Regions from separate parts of the Mus musculus genome. Here all the other regions are linked to region 4. A link is a contact called in public Hi-C and HiChIP or PLAC-seq data. All regions are on one chromosome and are shown on one strand. The core of a region is the stretch at or near the end of the contact, and the rest is flanking DNA. Distances in the headings are between cores, read along the strand shown.

The links. A called contact is a pair of places that touch in the nucleus more often than the background predicts. HiChIP or PLAC-seq counts read pairs in DNA pulled down with a chosen protein or histone mark.
Region 1: a contact with region 4 is called in a Hi-C map of rod photoreceptor, with 1.7 times the contacts expected there. The contact joins the enhancer-like site here to the promoter of Phlpp1 in region 4. A contact is called at or near these places in 12 of 39 promoter capture datasets (the C10 cell line, the HPC-7 cell line, cranial neural crest and 6 more), 4 of 15 datasets of contacts at CTCF or cohesin (CD8 T cells, the NIH/3T3 cell line, large pre-B cells and 1 more), 29 of 484 Hi-C or Micro-C datasets (B cells, the HL-1 cell line, bone marrow-derived macrophages and 12 more), 39 of 115 datasets of contacts at active chromatin or transcription factors (the 230-238 cell line, CD8 T cells, the HL-1 cell line and 25 more) and 4 of 9 other capture datasets (adipose tissue, bone marrow-derived macrophages, liver and 1 more).
Region 2: a contact with region 4 is called in an H3K4me3 HiChIP or PLAC-seq map of craniofacial prominence, with 5 times the contacts expected there. The contact joins the enhancer-like site here to the promoter of Phlpp1 in region 4. A contact is called at or near these places in 14 of 39 promoter capture datasets (the C10 cell line, the HPC-7 cell line, cranial neural crest and 8 more), 4 of 15 datasets of contacts at CTCF or cohesin (CD8 T cells, the NIH/3T3 cell line, large pre-B cells and 1 more), 24 of 484 Hi-C or Micro-C datasets (B cells, the HL-1 cell line, bone marrow-derived macrophages and 11 more), 43 of 115 datasets of contacts at active chromatin or transcription factors (the 230-238 cell line, CD8 T cells, the HL-1 cell line and 29 more) and 3 of 9 other capture datasets (adipose tissue, liver and pancreatic islet).
Region 3: an H3K4me3 HiChIP or PLAC-seq map of bone marrow-derived macrophages shows a contact between it and region 4, with 13 times the contacts expected there. The contact joins the enhancer-like site here to the promoter of Phlpp1 in region 4. A contact is called at or near these places in 24 of 39 promoter capture datasets (the 3T3-L1 cell line, 3T3-L1-derived adipocytes, the C10 cell line and 14 more), 10 of 15 datasets of contacts at CTCF or cohesin (CD8 T cells, the NIH/3T3 cell line, embryonic stem cells and 4 more), 162 of 484 Hi-C or Micro-C datasets (the 3T3-L1 cell line, 3T3-L1-derived adipocytes, the 63-12 cell line and 99 more), 66 of 115 datasets of contacts at active chromatin or transcription factors (the 230-238 cell line, CD4 single positive thymocytes, CD8 T cells and 45 more) and 4 of 9 other capture datasets (adipose tissue, embryonic stem cells, liver and 1 more).

What each region holds. Positions count from the first base shown.
Region 1 is chr1:106,330,779-106,335,323 of GRCm38.p6, forward strand. The region is part of intron 4 of Phlpp1 (PH domain and leucine rich repeat protein phosphatase 1); the gene reads left to right. Among named protein-coding and RNA genes, the nearest start is that of Phlpp1, 160 kb to the left of the region's middle. Within about 2 kb of position 2,128, at least 1 of the 459 cell types and tissues checked has an H3K27ac peak or open chromatin away from gene starts, as enhancers often do. A contact at or near this core is called in rod photoreceptor, where this site is marked.
Region 2 is chr1:106,352,148-106,356,397 of GRCm38.p6, forward strand. The region is part of intron 10 of Phlpp1 (PH domain and leucine rich repeat protein phosphatase 1); the gene reads left to right. Among named protein-coding and RNA genes, the nearest start is that of Gm41928, 170 kb to the right of the region's middle. Within about 2 kb of position 2,159, at least 21 of the 459 cell types and tissues checked have an H3K27ac peak or open chromatin away from gene starts, as enhancers often do. A contact at or near this core is called in SST interneurons, bone marrow-derived dendritic cells, cortical neurons and 1 more, where this site is marked.
Region 3 is chr1:106,399,494-106,403,772 of GRCm38.p6, forward strand. No RefSeq gene overlaps it. Among named protein-coding and RNA genes, the nearest start is that of Gm41928, 120 kb to the right of the region's middle. Within about 2 kb of position 1,473, at least 103 of the 459 cell types and tissues checked have an H3K27ac peak or open chromatin away from gene starts, as enhancers often do. A contact at or near this core is called in the AML12 cell line, the BV-2 cell line, the Ba/F3 cell line and 22 more, where this site is marked.
Region 4 is chr1:106,170,483-106,174,946 of GRCm38.p6, forward strand. It overlaps Phlpp1 (PH domain and leucine rich repeat protein phosphatase 1), which reads left to right and starts at 1,387. Exons shown (of 17, transcript NM_133821.3): 1 at 1,387-2,965. The coding sequence starts at 1,522. It overlaps Gm20753 (predicted gene, 20753), which reads right to left and starts at 1,042. Exons shown (of 3, transcript NR_040630.1): 1 at 858-1,042.

The DNA.
Region 1 (4,545 bases), core at 878-3,377, 160 kb after region 4:
GGGAAGGGGGACTGGAGGACTTTTGGGATTGCATTTGAAATGTAAATGAAGAAAATACCTAGTTTAAAAAAAATACTGAGGGCCTGGTACAGACTGTGAAGGCCCTGTATATGGCTAAATAAATAAATAAATAAAAACCACACACAAAAAAAGTTAACCAGCACAGACAGTAATACATTTGCATGCTGTGTTGTTGCCTGGATTTAAGGGGAAAGGGCAGAAGTACTGACTGCCCTGATCTCCCCACCCCAGTTTTAAGGTTAGCTTTTCCTCTCAGCAGTTTGTTGGTATGTCTCTGAAGCTGCAGAAAGGAACAGGTAAGGGTTAATAACATGCACTAATGCATGGCACTGTAGACGTTTTAGATTTGGACATCTCCTGTCCCACTTTAGTGCTTTTGTGACATTAATAGAGTAAGGGGTGCAAATCAGGAACTGCCATCAACCTGACATCACTCTGCACCTGCCATGTGAAGCCCCATTCCTAACAAGCTAAAGTGTACTTTGTTATACGTGGGCCTTTTACAGTACCCAGTTTGAAAGGGACTTCAAGGGTTACCTGTAGCAAACCATAGTTAGTAGTCTAATCTCTGAAAATTTTGAGTCTATAGAGTGCCCAGACTTTCCTATGCCAGTACTGAAAAGCAAAACTGTGCCTTGGATTTTTGGAGTACCTCACATGGTGTAAAATCCTACAGTGTCTGTTGCTGTCTGCTCAGTGTAGTACTGTAACACTATATCATGCAACATCACTTTAATGATTAAAATAATTTCTTATTAGGCTCTGTTTGCATGCCAACTTGATACGTTTCCCCTTCTGAGCTCTGTGGGGGGCCCAATGGACACAGGCCGCTGTTCTTTTTCTGAAGTAGACTGCTTGCTTTGGAAAGGGAAGTCAGTCTTCATATTTTTTCTTAGTTTGGGAACACTATTCTGGAATTGTTTTTATATAAATATATAAGGTATTTGAAATAGCATCCTCATTGCTGATGTTGCTGCTCTTGGTAGAAGAAAATGAAAGGGTAGTAATTTTTTTCCTACAATACACTCTTTGACTCATAGCTAAGAATTTTGACTAATAGTTTTTATATTATATAATGATAGAATTATATTGAATTATTTTTTAATTTTTCGAGACAGGGTTTCTCTTATGTAACTCATATGTCCTGGAACTCCCTCTGTAGACCAGGCTAGCCTCAAACTTATAGAGATCCACCTGTCTCTCCCTCCCGAGTGCTGGGATTAAAGACATGTGCCTTATATTGGTTTCTTAACTGTGATGTGTTGAATGTATCCTGTAGTGACACAACTTTTTTTATAGCCATTTTATCTGTGAGTTTGGGAAATAAAATAACTTCAAAGTCCTGTTCTTGATTTGTTTTTAAAATAACTACCTGAAATTAGGACAATGCCTACTATCTCAGTCTGTCCTGACTATGCTACTATAATACCTTACAGTGGGTGATTAACAAGCTACAGAGACTAGGACACCCAAGATCTATGTGCCAGTAGATTTGGTGTTTGGTGAAAGCTTACTTTTTAAATTGGATGCTTTCTCTTGTACTCACACTTTGTAGGACATTGATCCTATTTGAGGTTGGAGCTCTTATACTGGCTAAGTTTCATAAGGATTTAGGAACTGGAGAGAGATAGATGTTTACATCTATCACAGCATCCATTTTAATTAAATTTCTTTAGCTTTGAGATTGTATGTGCTGTGAAATGTATGTGTGTATAAAATACTGTCTTGTTTGCTTTGCTGTTTATGTAATAAAACACACAACCAAAGCATCTTAAAGAAGAAAGTGCTTAACTTGGGGCTTGTGGTTTCAAAGGGTTAGAGTCCATAACCGTCATGGTGGAGAGCATAGCAGGCAGGCAGGCAGGCAGGCAGGCAGGCAGGCAGGCAGGCAGGCAGGCAGGCAGGCAGGCAGGCAGGCAGGCAGGCAGGCACGTATATTGGACACACGTATATTGGTCTGTCTGACACTGTGTAGTTAAGCTACATTTGTCAGGACTCTGTAGAGAGAAATGCACCAAAAAACTTCTGGTGATGTGGTGTAGTTTCTTGCTCCTTCTACAGACTTAGGTTGATTGACAGAATGATGTCAGCTGAGACAGATGCAGGTGCTGAGGCAAGTCCCATAGAGGACGAGCGATGTTTAGAAAGACTATACAAGGGCTTGACAAACATTGATGGAGGGTAAGCTTGGTTTATTTATAGAGCTACCTGTGTAAGGCTGTGGGTCACCCATTTTTGCTGATCTTTGAATTGCTAGGAGGCACAGCTGAGAACTTTTCCTGGTATCCCTTCAGGATCCTCCTGTTAACTTGGAGCAAGGCTGAGGCCTGGCTGTTTGTGTTAGGTGGTGCCACCTCTGGTGATTTGCTATTTCAACTCCACTGAACTGGATTGTTGGTGTATCTGGGAAGTGTTTGTGAGTGGATAGAGCTGCCGCTGCTAACCTGTGAACTGAACTGTCGATTTCCAGACAATACAGATGGGAGTTGCTCTAAAGTGCCTTTCTAAACAGGTCCGTCCCCCACCCCATACTTTCTTTCCCACTACCTCTGGTGGGTGGTGAGCGAATGGGCAGCTTAAAGCATTTAAGAGCCATCATTGAAAAGTAAGGTTTGAAAACAATTAGAGTTACAGCTACCCCCACTTCCTTCATCCAGGACACACACCTAATCTTGCCCAAACAGTTCTGCCAGCATTCAAGTATCCAAGTATCCAAGCAGCCTGCAGGGGCCATTCTGATTCACATCACCATGGACACACATGTATTCACTCACTGTAATAAGAGTTCTTTTTTAACTTAGGTTTTTTTAATTGAATTTTTATCTTTTAAACAATCAGGCTTTTGTCTATTATTAAATTATAATTGTTAAAATCATTAAAAATACTTTTTAACTAATATAGACTCTTTAAGGTTTTGGTTCCCTCCTGTTTATTAAATAATTATAATATGATATCTAAAACTTGAGTGAATATAATGGAATTGAAATAATAGTTTGAATTATGGCTTATTTGGCCAAATATCCATGTTTGAATTTTTTTTCTTTCAAATCAGCTGGTTTTATTTTACAACTGCTTTTGTATATATATATAGTGTTTATCTGGCATTTTGAGCTGAAAGTCATTTTTATAAAGATTTACTTTATTTTTATTTTATTTTATTCATTTATTTATGTTACTTTATTTTTCTTCATGTTCCTGTGCTAGAATGAAGAGGGTTTATGGAGTCCTGGAGTAAGGTTGCAAGCTACCTGTCGTGGGTTATTGGAACCTAACTAGTCCTCTGCAAGAATGATACTCTTACAGACTAGGACATCCAACCCTGCAGCTTACCATTTTATACTCTGGTTTTTTTTTGTGTGTGTGTGTGTGTGTGTGTGTGTGTGTGTGTGTGTGTGTGTGTTTTGTTTTGTTTTTTAACAGGATATTGTGATTTCTAGTCTTTTTCTACAATATTGTGGTAGTACCCGACTCTCAACTTTTCTCTCTTTTAAGTGAGCAAAAACTCATTTGATCTCTGTCTCCCAGATCTTGCTCAGTGCCTCTGCTTACCCATTACCGTTAAAGTACCAGACGGATATGTGTTCTATGTGGACACTCCTGTCTTTTTCTAACAGGAGTTTTGACTCTACAGTGCTGGGATCTGTTTTCTGCATATACAGAAAACTAACTTGAACAAATCTAAGGGTTAGAAATCTAAGGGTTAGAAATCTAAGGGGTATTATTAGGTGGGGAGTTTGGGGATCTTGTTTTTTTTTCTTGTTTTTTTTTTTTTTTTTATTCCTAATATGGAAAAGATTTCCCCACATTAAATTACTTTAAATTCATTGGTATCTGCAAACAGGCGAAATAATTTTAGTGATATACTTTGTTTAGTCCAATATACCAAAAGTATCACAGAGTCCTTTTATTTCTACTATGTCTTTTAAATCTATTCCTTAATTAAAAGTCTGAATTTTGAAATACACAGAAATCTGAAACTTTTTGAGTATTGTTTTGATGCCCCCAAATATTTTGGAATGTGGGATCATGAATGTCCAAGTAGTGGTCCATACTAACTAAATCTAAACAACACCTAAATCTATAACACTCATGGCTTCAATTATTTTGGATGAGAGATTCTAACCCAGTATGTGTTTTATATTTGGAGAATCCCTCACTTTGGACTCCCTCCTTTTCAACTGTTTCATATCTGCCTACAGCTAGTGTCATAGTAGCCAGCCTAGCTATATGGCAAGTAAGCCCCTATCCTCTTCTTTAGAGGCTGCTTGGTTCTAGGATTAAGGACCATTGTCATTACCTAAGCTATTGGTTCTCGACCTTTCTAAAGCTAAAGTACAGTTCCTTGTGTTGTGGTGACCCCCAGCCATAAAATTATATCTATTGCTACTTCATATCTGTAATTTTACTACTGAGCAGTGATTCAGTTCCTAAAACCATCAGAAATATGTGTTTTCTGGTGGTCTTGACCTATGATGTACAGGGTAGGTTGAGAACAACTGATCCTAGTCCTCTAGTGCTTTGTCA
Region 2 (4,250 bases), core at 909-3,408, 180 kb after region 4:
GTTAGGTCTTATAACTGAGCAATAGCATGGGTTGATCTGCTTTCCCTGTTAGCAGCAAGGTTTTTGGTATCCAGAGAAGGGAATCTACTTTCAATTAGGTGACATCCAGTAAAGTGTCCATGCCTCCCCTGGAGCTGGGGCTACATCTTATTAGCATTCTTATGACTTGATCACCAGGTTATGAATTTAAGTTTTCTGTTCACTTTTGAGTTTTATTGCTTAGTTCATACTCTATACTTGAATTAAAATGTCACACTATAAATATTATGTTCACTTATGACAATTAAAATAAATATGTATTTTAAAATAAATATAAGCTCGTAACTCAAAGTTGTAGATGGATGTGAAATTTGATGGACCATATATTGTTAAGAAATTGACTTTGATGGCCAGGCAGTGATGGTGCACACCTTTAATCCCAGCACTTGGAAGGCAGAGGCAGGCAGATTCTGAGTTCGAGGCCAGCCTGGTCTACAGAGTGAGTTCCAGGACAGTCAGGGCTACACAGAGAAAACTCTGTCTCAAAAAAAAGAAAAGAAAAGAAAAGAAAAGAAAAGAAAAGAAAAGAAAAGAAAAGAAAAGAAAAGAAAAGAAAAGAAATTGACTTTGATTTTTGCATCTTGAGAGAAGGCAGAATTTGGTTCTATTGGGTAAACTGGTAAATATTAATCCTCATCTTGCTGAATATCTTTGCTGAGAGTTCTCATGATGGAAACACCAAAGGAGTTTCAGATACATATCTGTCACCAGCAGATGGTCGGAGGAAGGCTAGGTAATTTCCCATGCATCACCAGAGTGCATGAGTCACAGCCAGAGGTACTTCTATCCTTCTGCTCTTTCTTGGAATCTTGGCAGTGAGTGATTCCCTGTCCACCTAGCATCCTCATGCACATTTGATGGCCAGATAGCTTCTCTTGATGGAGTTAGTCCAACTAAGAAAACTGGAACAGATGCTTTCAAAGGAAAGTTGCAATGGATGCTTTTAAATGAAAGTTGCACAGATCCCAGTACTCGTGGGACCCAGATCTATTTTTATACCTGGTTGGAGTAGCAGAGGGATGCTCAGAGGTGGGAGATGGGCTGGGGACATCCATGTGCCAATAAGGCTCATGGTGTTTTTCTTGTGCTCATTAACTATCCCTAGAGTATTAGTCACACCATAAACCATAAGCTTGAGTGACTCAGAAAGAATATTTCTAAATATCAAAGGAGCTAAAAGAGAACAGAAAATCAGAGGAGAGTGATCAATTGACCATGACAACTGGTGCCTTTTGGCAAAGGCAGATATTTCTGGCATTTTGAAAAGCTGTGAGCTATCTTTGAAGATGTGATGTTTTGAGAGATGTGGTAGATTAAAAGTGTTTCTAAAAGTATGTCTTCAGAAGCCTGTAGAGAACTTGCAGATTCCTGGCTTTTATCTCCATTCTTCAGACTTAGATGTTAGAGAAAGAGAGCTGGAATCAGCCTGTTTAACAAGGCCAGCATCGTAATTCTAATGTGTAAGGTCTACCAAACACTGAAAGCTCAAGGTGACCATGGGAGGTTCTGCTGACAGATTCCTTAAAAAAAAAAAAAAAAGACTTATCCACAGAAATTGAGTTTCCTTAGGATAGGGCATATACTTTATCTCTTATGTTTTTCAGATATTTGTACATGATAGCTCTTTGGGGGTATTAGCATCAAAATCAGTTGGCCAGTTTGCTAAAACAGAGAATCAGCTGATGAGATTTAGACTACTACACAGAAAATGTCCAAGATTTTCCTCCATCCTGGGGAAAGAAAGGGCATGGGTGCACTTTAGACGATAGCCAACTCTGTGATTTTCAGAAGGATCATATTCTGATAAGTAATTCGTGGGGTTAGCAGGGATGATCCAGAAGGCTTTAATCAAGGGTTCTAAATGTTCGTAAGAGTGGCTATGTATAGTGTCCAGAGAGGATCATCAAGACTGCTGTCTGCTCTGCAGGATGCGCTGGTGGCCTTTGTCACCCACTCTCTAGAACCCTCACAGCAGATGAGCTGGGCCATTTGATCTGCTGCTGGTGCTTACAGGGGTCACCTGTTCTTAGGGAACCACAAGAATGCATTAGGATGGGAGGTGTGCACAGCTGTGAATTCCACACTAGACAGAACCCTTGCAGTTAGATTCTGCGTCTACTCCTGACTCACTTATGGAGAGTAGCTGAGGGTTAAAGCTGAGGTGCTGCTCCTCTGAGAGCCCACTGGGTAATGGAAGCACATGCATGCTGTGAGCTGCTGACCTAGAGCAGATGTATGGGGAACATTGCTCTTTTAGCTGCCTCCAAGTGACAGATTCTCCAATCTTAACTCAAAAAGAGGTAAAGCCTAAACAAAAAGAGAAGTAAACATCAGGTTTCAGCAAGCAGCCTCAAATTCCCTTCCACCCATTGCCTGTCAGGCTGCATAGTAACCCAGCACAGGAGACACTCTGCAGGACAACAGAGGAAACTGGCAGCATGGAGGTAAAGTGAGTGCAGTGCAGAGGGAAGGAGTGTAAAGGAATGTTCTGTGAACAGAACACCGGAGGACACAGCATCCATCTGCTTTCAATCCAAACAAAACTCCTTAGGATAGCACATGGTCCCAAAGACTTAGAATCCCATAGACAGGAGAGAGAGGTGGCTCCGTGGTTAGGAGGACCCACTACTCCTGCAGAGGACCTAAGTTTGTTTCCCAGCATCCAGGTTCTGCTTCTCACAGTTGCCTGTAACTCCATCTCTGAGAGGCCTGATGCCTTCTGGCCTCCACAGGCACTGTACTCAGGTGCAACAAGCCTACACACATATGCACATAATTTAAAAATCCCTAAATACTCCCATAAATATCCAGATGCCATGAAAATCAACAGGGAAACGATGAACGTATCCATAGTAACAGTGTCTAAGAAAAATCAAAGAACACACATCCTCCTCTATGTTATCCTGAAGACAAAAATGTAAGGCAACATTCCAAGCTGAATTAAATTATCTGTGAGCATTTGGGAATATTAAAATGAAAAATATTGGGAAGTTAAGAACAAAAATGGACAAATGGGAAGAGTGGTCATTGAATTCCTAAAATGGCAGGCAATAATAGTGATTTTATAAATGAGCAGTATATTACCAGGTAGATAAAGGGTAATACTTTCAAATAAAAGTTCAGAAAGAGGCATTAAAGACAAGCAGAGAAGTAAAAGTGAAATGAAGAAATAAAAGGTTAGAGATAAAGGAGAGTGGGAAATGCACCCAGGAGGAGCAGAATTTGCATATCGAGAGCTTGCAGAACGGAGAAAGGAGTGGGGCAGATTTTTTTCTGACATATAAGCATATTTGACAAGAACTACTGAGTTGGGGCCCTGGATACTCTATATCAACTCTGAGATCTAATAGATTTAGATTCTGAAAAATTAAGCATTACAGAGCTACATTAAAAGGTTGGTTAAAGGGATTTAAGGGGACACATATTTAGATAGTCACCAGACCCCAAAAGTATTAATGCAAAGTAATAATGGAGCAACATTTTCAAAATTGATCAAAGTATGACCTAAGCTTTTTATAGCAGGACAAGCTCTCTTTAAGAATAAACAGAAACTTAGTTATGAAAACTAAATATGCCATAAAGAAGAACTTAAAAGTTAGAGGTAAGTTAATGTGAATGGAAGAGGGATCATAAAAGAGTGGCTTTATGTATAAGTCCTTGAAGAGCAATGATAACAAAACATTCACAGAAGTAGTACTAAAATTGTAATCCAAAGAGTATTTTTGTCAGTACATTGAAAATTTTACAGTAGAAAATCAATAAGCCAGACTGTTAAATGATCGCATAAAAATCCAAAGGGCTAGTTGGAGAAATGACTCAATTGGTAAAGCATCTTCCCATTCAAGCATGGAGACCTGCAGATGGCCAACCCCTGGGGTAGAAAGCCAGGAGTGGTGGCTTATGCCTGTAGCCCAGCTGCTGGGAAGCAGACAGCAGGATTCCTATAGCGTGTCAGACAACGAGTTTAGCTGGATGAGTGAGCTCTTGGTTCAGTGAGAGGCCCTGTCTCAAAAGCTAAGGTGGAAAGTGACTGAGGAAAGCATCCAGTTCAGCATTAACCTCTTGCTATTATTTGCACAGCACACATACACCATTGTTAGGATCTGGGAGCCATTTACTAACAATGTATAGTACGAGGTAACTGTTGGAACAAACCCAGTTTCCTTTTTTAAAAAATCTTATAGAAGAAAATTGTGTGTTTGCATATAATA
Region 3 (4,279 bases), core at 223-2,722, 230 kb after region 4:
TCTGCTTACCTTTCCGTGTCAGGCCCTTGAAGAAAGTGGATACAGCAGTTCCCACTGCTACTCTCTAGCATGCCTCGCACCCTGCCCTTCTATTTGCGTGACCTCGATACTCTCCATTTACCCCAAAATGTCCTCAGCCTCAATGTCCCTCAAGCTGTCCACTAAGGTAGGCCATGTTCTTCCTTGGCCAGAGTGAAAGTTTGTGTTACTGGGGAAATCCCTACGGTGACAGTAACACTGCACCCCTGCAACCTCCTTGGCCCCACTGACAGGGGCTCCTTGTTGCTTTACCCATGGTCCTATGCACCCCAAGGGCTCCAGAGGCTCATCCTGCAGATATGTGTGTTCCCCAGCATCTGTACCTCCACTTGAGGTGCTTGGAGCAGGTCCTCGGTGTGTCTGAGGGCTGCTTGGCCACTTTTAAACCTGACCTAGATGTCTTTTCCCATTCTGCACAAGTTCTAAACCTCTCTGGGCCTCCAGCCCTTGCTCAGACATGGTCTGGGCTTCTCTAAGGAAGCTGAAAGGAGACACCTAAGTTGACTTCCCTCCTTTCTCTTTTTTCCTGGACCTACCTTGCGCCCCCCACCCCCTGCCTCAGCTGTGTGAATTCTTGCTCAATGGAGACATAACGAACATCTACATCCCCATAAAGTTCTAATGACAAAGATATATGTAATTCTACCAAAGTTCAACTAGGGAGTTTATTGGCCTTACCTACAGAACATGGGTGAGGGATTGTATATAGGAGCTTGGGTGACCCAAAACAGCTACACTGCAGTCTTCACCCAGCATGGATGGTGGTGTCCCCAATAGTCACACAGATACAGCTTCCTTTAGTCAACTGTCCCCAGTCTATGTACTCCAAGCCACATAAAATTAGGGAAGAATTGCAAACAAATGGCTAGGACAGATGGCTGGAATCCCAGGTAAGGGTTCAATGACTCTCCCTATTCTGTACTCTTAGGGAATGTGCTCAGTCCACAGACCGGCTGGTGGGCACAGGATGGCTGAGCTGCTGTTTGCTTGGAGAACCAAGTTCTTCAGCATCCCTGCAGCTCCTCAGCATCTTGGGGCCTTGTGCTCTGTTCTGCTCCATTTGAGCTGGGCTTGCTGTAGTCCATCCACCTCCTGCTCCTCCAGGCAGGCTCCATCCTACAGTCCCCAGTACCCTCAGAAGGTGAGTGACCACACAGGCCTGGTTGAGAAGATCCCACAGGCTCGGCAGAGGGGTCATTTCTAAGACAGCCCACCAGAATTCAGTGAACCAAGAGTAAGCAATCCAGTCTTGCAGAGTTGATTGACTTAAGAGAGGAGAATGTTCCACGGGGCCGGAAGCTAATCCAGAAAAGGGAAGGTGCCCTGACCCAGTGTGTGGAGGTTGGGAATCCTCCCTTCCAGACATAGCTTTGCTCTGTCTGCTCGATGGAGTGTTCTTCCACCTCCAAGGCAAGCCCTTGACTATTCTCCTTGTCTGCTCCTCTGACCTCCCGAGGCTGCAGATGCCATGAGTCATTTCAATACCGACTCTTCCACACTTGCTCTTGGCAGCCTCCCCGGAAATAAAATGCTTTGCAAGATTAGTATTCACCACAAAGAATGTGTTTCTCCATTTTTTTTTTACAACTCATTTTTTAATCTCAATGGTTTCAGCTTGTTGCAACCACAATGTGTTACAATTAAATATTAGAAGCGGAAGCAGAGGGGGAAAGGTTGCCTTGACAAAATTTATGTCAAATATTGAAGCTTACAGCAGAACAATGAATCACCGTATTAGTTTCTATAGACATGCAGCTGCTCACACAATAGGCTTGCAAAAGTACCTGTCCTTTCACAGAGCAGCATGTCTGCGGACTTGAGCTAAGCTTCCAGGATACTCATGGCTTTTATCCCCAGGGGTTTGGAGGGGAGTCAGGCAGGAGGCTATGGTCCTCATCGCAACATCTTCTGTGCACGGATAGGAGGGCTATCCAGTGTCTGTGCTCATGAGAATCAGTCATTTTTATGACTGTGGTGAGCTAACGTTGAGTCACCAACTCTTCTGCCTGGATACATCTTCAAGGCAGTGCTGAGGAAATAAATTGGGAAAGTCATTGGAAAATTATTACCTGAAGTCAAGATTCCAGATATTTTACCACGGGCTTAGAAAATTAATTTTCTTCTTCCTCCCTCCCCCTCCCTCCCTCTGCCATCTCTCCCTCCCTCCCTCCCTCCTTCTCTCCCTCCTTCTGTCCTGCCTTAAAGCTCAGTGACAGACACAAGATCCTAAACTCTGATGGAACAGCAATGACTCCGCCAGCCTCTCCTTGCCTTCCACACACAAGAAGCTGACGGTGATCACCAGAACCTCGGTAAAAAGGCCAAGCACACAGCTTCTGGGAAGCCATTGGTTCTAAAAGGTGAAACCTTACCTGTCCTTTTAACAATTGATTCCAGCACAAAATCCACTTCCAACATGAGAACAGAGTTAAGCTGCTAAAGGAAACCCTATCTTAAGCTGGATGCATACACGTAGGTGGAAGACAGTGGCTTCTGTCTGGTCATACGATGATCCCCCTTCCTGAAAATGCTGAGAGCAAACTCACATGTATACTGATGCTCATGAACCTATCCAGCATTATTATATGCAAGCATGTATCTATTTTTATCAAGCAACCTGAAGTATATGATGCATTCCATTTTGAGACAGCCCATCAACAGGTTTGGCAGTATGTGGGGCTTATTTCCAGCAGACTCTCTGAGGTAAGAGCTATAGAAGGACTGTGGGCAGATCTCTTCTTGGTCTCCAAGAGGTACTGAAACAAAGAAATACAAGTGTGTGGTTTCTGACACAGTCCTGGAGTCTAGAAGCCCAAAGCAATGTCAGCATCCCCACTCCTCTGAGGCTCTGGCATAACTTACTTGCCTATCTCAGCTTCTATGGGTCGGGCCATCTTCTGGGTTCACTCATCAGTTGCTTTTCCTGTTCCTGGGACAAAATATTTGGCAGAAGCAGTTAAGAGAGAGGTTTATTCAGCTTATGATTACAGAGAGTCTGGGCCGTCATAGCAGCAAAGTCATGGCAGCTGGTCAGAACTAACTGTTGCAACAGGTGTTAAGTGACAGCTTCCCATGTCCTGGTGACCTGAAAATCAAACAGCTCTAACTCTCAAAGGCTTAGCACTCACAAATAGGCAGGTTCTAGAACCTTCTGAAACAGGGCAACCAGCTGGGTACTGCAGGAGCCTGTAGGGGGCATTTGAGATGCAAGCCATATTAAACAGTGTGTACTGTGGGAATAGCGTCCCAGTGCAGGGGATGATGGGTGGTGCCGGGCATGTCTGCAACCATGGCTTCGGGAGAACTGCTCTCAAGGTCGTACCTCTGGCACTGCTGATCAACTGTTTTCTCAACCAGCTCAATTCTCCAGGGGATGTTAGAGGGAAGGGGGACAGGCTGGCACCAGCAGAGAAAAACTATGTACCCAAGCAACTAAGAGACTTGAGAAGGATGGAAGGGTAGGAGGGCAAAGTGCCTGGGAATGGACAGCACTAGAACTTCATTGGTTCACTAGGGCAGTTGTAACAGAGAACCAGTGACTGGCTTGAAAACAGTGCCTCTCCACCCTGGAGGTGAATCCATGGTCAGGGTGTCAATAGGACCAGTGTCCGAGGGCTGCAAGGAGACCTCTGTGCCAAGGCTTTTCCCTGGCTTCTGGAGGCTGCCGGCGGTCTTTTGTGTTCGTTGGCCTGAATGAACATTGTTCCGAGCTCTGCTTTAATTCATCATCATGCATGACCTCCTCCCTGCATGCTTCTGTGTATGAATGTCCCTTTGCAAGAAGAGTGGTCATATGGAAATAGGGCCCAGCCCTAGCTTAATGTGACCTCATCTGTTTAATTCATTGGTGCCAACCCTCTTTCAAAGAAAGTGATGTCAACTTGGATGGAAGATACAATGTGGCCCATAACAAGGCCTTCTCAGGGAGCAACTATGACCATACCTCAGCAACGACCTCAGGGAACTCTGGGAACTGGGAGGTCCAGGAATTCTACTCACGTTATTGAAGGCCTGGCTTGGAATTCTGACACTGAACAGTCTCGTCATAGGGGCTTGTTAGCTTAGCCTGCATTTTGAACTAACCATGGCCTCTAGGACCTGTTCCGTTGGTGTGTATATCAACAACAATGACTCATGGAAGCTGTGAGCCTGAGATGAGTGTGCATGGGCAGGTAGGTTTGTTGCTCCTCTAGGGAACTGGATTAGGCACATCTTCTTCTACTGAGGCCAAATTAAGCAG
Region 4 (4,464 bases), core at 137-2,636:
TATAGGAATGATTTGCCTGGAATATGTCTATGCATTACATTGGAGCACTGTCTTCAGGGTGAGCTATTATATGGGTCTTCTTGAAGAGCAGCCCACGCTCTTAGCTGCTGAGCCCTCTAACTCCGGAAAAAGACTTTTAATTAGTGTCTACATCTGCAATGCCATCATGAGAGTGGCAACTCAATGACCAACGTTTATCAAATTATTTCAAATAGTTAATTGCCCTAAACCAGCTTGGTTCAACCAATAAAAAAATGTTTATAGATCATACAATGTAACAGTAAACACCCATACAACATAGGTAGAGCGTAGGTGGTGAGCAGTTTGTGGACGGAAGTATGGAGAACAGACTAGACTGGGAAACCTTGTCTCATTCACCCTTTCTACCCGGCCCCGAGTGCGGAAAGAAAAATCCAGAAAGAACCAAGAGAAAGCAAGTCTATCTCCTATCCCACTATGACTCCATTTTAATATTTCTTCCTTCGTCCACTGCTTTGTGTCGTTAAGCTTCTTTTAAGCTTAAAACCAACGGGATACAAGGCTCCAAGCAGGTCCTTAGCTATTTCTGTCCTAATAGGGGAGGGAGTAAATGGGTTTAATTTGAGTGCAAACACTGCTAGCTTTCATGGGCCTTGAAAAAAGTGCGGAAAAAGTCAGGAAGACGGGGCCAGCGATCCTGTGAACTGTGTATGTATTTTTGTCTCATACAAAGGCCTTACCTAGAGTTTAGAGTTCCTAAAAACTCTCAATTTCAATTAGCCAGGAAAATAAAACTCATCTGGCAAGCAGGAGAGGATCAAGTTAATGAAAAACGTTCACAGGACACAGAGTTCAACGGCAGAGGGCACAATACCCACCAACAAGGGCCAGAAGCTGGAGGAGAGGGTGGGCAGAATTTGATGATATCTGGGCCTTGTAGTTCGCTGTTGGTCTCTTCTGGGTATCCTCGACACGAAGATGAACTACAACCCCCACTGTGCAACGCGAGCCCCTCTCGCCACCTCTCCTCTATGGCGAGGACAAACCTCCTGGGAAACAGCTCCGCCCCACCCCCGTACGCACGCGTCACGTTTGTTTACCCTGAGGCCCCGCCCCCAGCCTCCCGCTCTCCGCAGAAATGTCGTCATGCTAACGATGCATATTCATGATCAACTCCGCCCCGCCACCGCCCGCCTTCCCGCGCTTCATTAATATTCATGAGGCGAGCTCGGGCCGCAGCTCCCGGGAGCTGAGGCTGTCCAGCAGCGGGCGGGGCCTGGCGCTGGGGAGCCCGCGACCCGCGGGGAGGGTGTGTGTGGGGGGGCGGTGGCGGCGAAACGGGCGGGCGGCGCGCGGGATGGAACACCGAGACACCGACGGAATGCTCCGGATCGCCACATAATCCTCTGGAGCGGCCGCGCCGAACGCCATCGGCGTCTCCGTTCTCTTCGCGCCGCCGCCGCCGCCGTCTCCCACCTTCGCCTCACCTCCTCCTCCTCCGCTGCCTCCGGAGCTGGGGGAGCGACGTGAAGCCCCGCTACGATGGAGCCCGCCGCTGCAGCCCCGGCACAGCGACTCGCGGACCCCACGGGTGAGGACCAAGCCCTGGCGGCGGCGGCGGCCGAGGGCGGCCGGTGTCCGGATCCCGCGCTGAGCGCGGCGGCCCCGAGCGGCGGGAACGGCGGCGCGGCGCGAGAGGAGGCCCCCTGCGAGGCGCCGCCGGGGCCGCTGCCCGGCCGCGCCGGAGGCACCGGGCGCAGGCGGCGGCGGGGAGCTCCCCAGCCCGCGGCCGGTGGGGCCGCTCCGGTGCCCGCGGCCGGCGGCGGCGCCAACTCGCTGCTGCTGAAGAGAGGGCGGCTGAAGAGGAATCTGTCGGCCGCCGCCGCCGCCTCGTCGTCCTCGTCGCCGTCCTCGGCGTCTTCGGCCGCTGGCGGCCTCCCGGCGTCCTGCTCGGCCTCGGCGTCGCTGTGCACCCGGAGCCTGGACAGGAAGACGCTGCTCCTGAAGCACCGGCAGCTGCTTCAGCTGCAGCCGTCGGACAGGGACTGGGTGAGGCACCAGCTCCAGCGGGGCTGTGTGCACGTCTTTGACCGCCACATGGCCTCGTCCTACCTGCGCCCAGTGCTCTGCACGCTGGACACCACGGCCGCCGAGGTGGCGGCCCGGCTTCTGCAGCTGGGCCACAAAGGCGGCGGGGTGGTGAAGGTGCTGGGCTACGGGCCGCCTCCCGCCGCCGCCCCTGCCGCCAGCGATCAGACCCTGGACGGAGAGCACGGAAGGGACGTGGAGCCACCGCCCTCGAGCGGCACTGTTGGTGCTGTCCGGGGCCCTGCGCGCGCGCCTCCCGCCGATCTGCCGCTGCCCGGGGGCGCCTGGACGCGCTGTGCACCCCGCATCAGCCCCGCGCCTTCGGACTCCAGCCCCGGAGAGCTGTTCGCGGGCGGCCCCGGGTCCCCTCCCCGCGCCCCGCGCCCGGCCTCTGACACCGAGAGCTTCAGCCTGAGCCCCAGCGCCGAGAGCGTGTCAGACCGGCTGGACCCCTACAGCAGCGGCGGCGGCGGCTCCTCGTCGTCGTCGGAGGAGTTAGAGGCTGATCCGGCCATGCCCCACCGCCCCGGCCGCCCCGCGCAGCCTCGGCCGCCTTCCCCGAAGACCTCGGCTTTACTGCAGCCGAAAGCCCCGACGGGCGTAGACAGCACTGGCGTGATAGCGGGCGAGGGTCCCGGAGACGATAAGGCGATGGCAGCCGCAGCTCCGGACGTTCCTCTGTCGACTTCGGGGAGGATACGGGAGACCGTGCAAAAGACATCTCCGCCCTCCCTGTATGTACAGCTCCATGGAGAGACTACCCGGCGCCTGGAGGCGGACGAGAAGCCATTGCAGATCCAAAATGACTACCTCTTCCAACTGGGATTTGGGGAGCTGTGGAGGGTGCAGGAGGAAGGCATGGACTCAGAGATTGGCTGTCTCATTCGATTCTATGCAGGTAAGGAAGTTGCCTGCATGTTTATGCATGGCTTCGAACCTTGGCAGGGATCGATAAATGATTCCAGGGGCCTGGTGAGTCTGTCTGACACTCTTTTTCTAGCTTGTTCACATGCCGCCTGTGCAAGTACTAAATTGAGCATTCTTGAAATCTGCAAGGTTTAGAGTGTCCAGGCCTGAGGTTGGAAAGCCAGGTGGACAAGGTGACAAAGTCACCTGGAAATACAGGAAACAGGTAACACCCTAGAGGGGTACCAGTCCCTAACTTTAAAGGTGGTTTCCTCCAGGCCTCTGCTCTGGTTCGTTGGGTTGCAGGCGTTTTGGGATTCCAGGTAACTCCTTGACACTTTAATATAGACAGAGGACAATGACCAACGAAAAAATGCTCCATGATGCCTTCCTCTATTCAACTGTCCACAGTTTACCATTCGTAGACAGTAAAGTGCAGCGTGGGCCTCTTGGGAACTTTGTTCTTGTCAACTGATGCTCTTGTTTGTTCCACTGTCTGCCACGCGTGCGTATTTGCTCGCTGAGTCCTCATTGACACCTGAGAAGTGGGTATGTTCCTTGTTTTGGGTGCTGCTTACCTTCTGCCCTCTTTCATTGCTTTATTTCAGTTTCCAAGTTTGAATCTTAAAAAAAAAATGAATTGGCCTGTTTCTGAGTTATAGCTTTTATTGTCAGATACTTGAAATAGACTAGACTTAATAATGTCGGTGATTACTGCTTCTGATATGACCTGAACTCCTCTCTAGCATTTTTAGTATCTGTTCAAGTGCCTATACGGGTGTGACCAGTCAGTTTCTCCTCTTGGCTGGAACTAATTTGTGGAGTTACAGGGCTATTGGTTATTGTTTTTGAGCTTGGTAAGTTATTGCATTTTCTGGTTGAAAGAGTTTTTAGTGGTCAGAACTTAGCTAGCTAGCTTAAGAGCAATAAAACTTTTGGTGTTACATTTAGGTGTATATACTAACAACCTCGTGACTCCCATAGTGGTTGGTTCTTCCACATTAGTGTTTTTTCATTTTAGTTCAACATGTGCCCTAGTTGCAGTTTGGTTTGAATGAATGAGTCTTTAACACTTACGTTGATAATGCAAGGCCTCATCCCTGGACATAAACATAAACTGTTTTATTGAAGCTTTTTTGAACTTAAGTGGATATTTTGATTAATATTTGCCTTATAAAGAAAACCAAATTGTAATACAATAGCATTTTCCTGGAACTAATATCTTAATGGATGATATGTTCTTTAATGTTTTTTGTTTTTTTGTTTTTTCTTTTGGTATAGAAAAGTGTAGCAGCAACAACTGTATCTTTTTCTTCAATGGCTCATGTGACTGGTGAAATACTTTTTTTTTTTTTTTCAGAGGCATCAAATAGTACCACACTTGGAAAGGGAACTATTTTCAGATGAGAATGACAGTCTTTCTTAATCACATAGAGGGAAATGGGAATAACACAAGGACTATGTGATGGGTAATATTAGAGTATGCTTTAA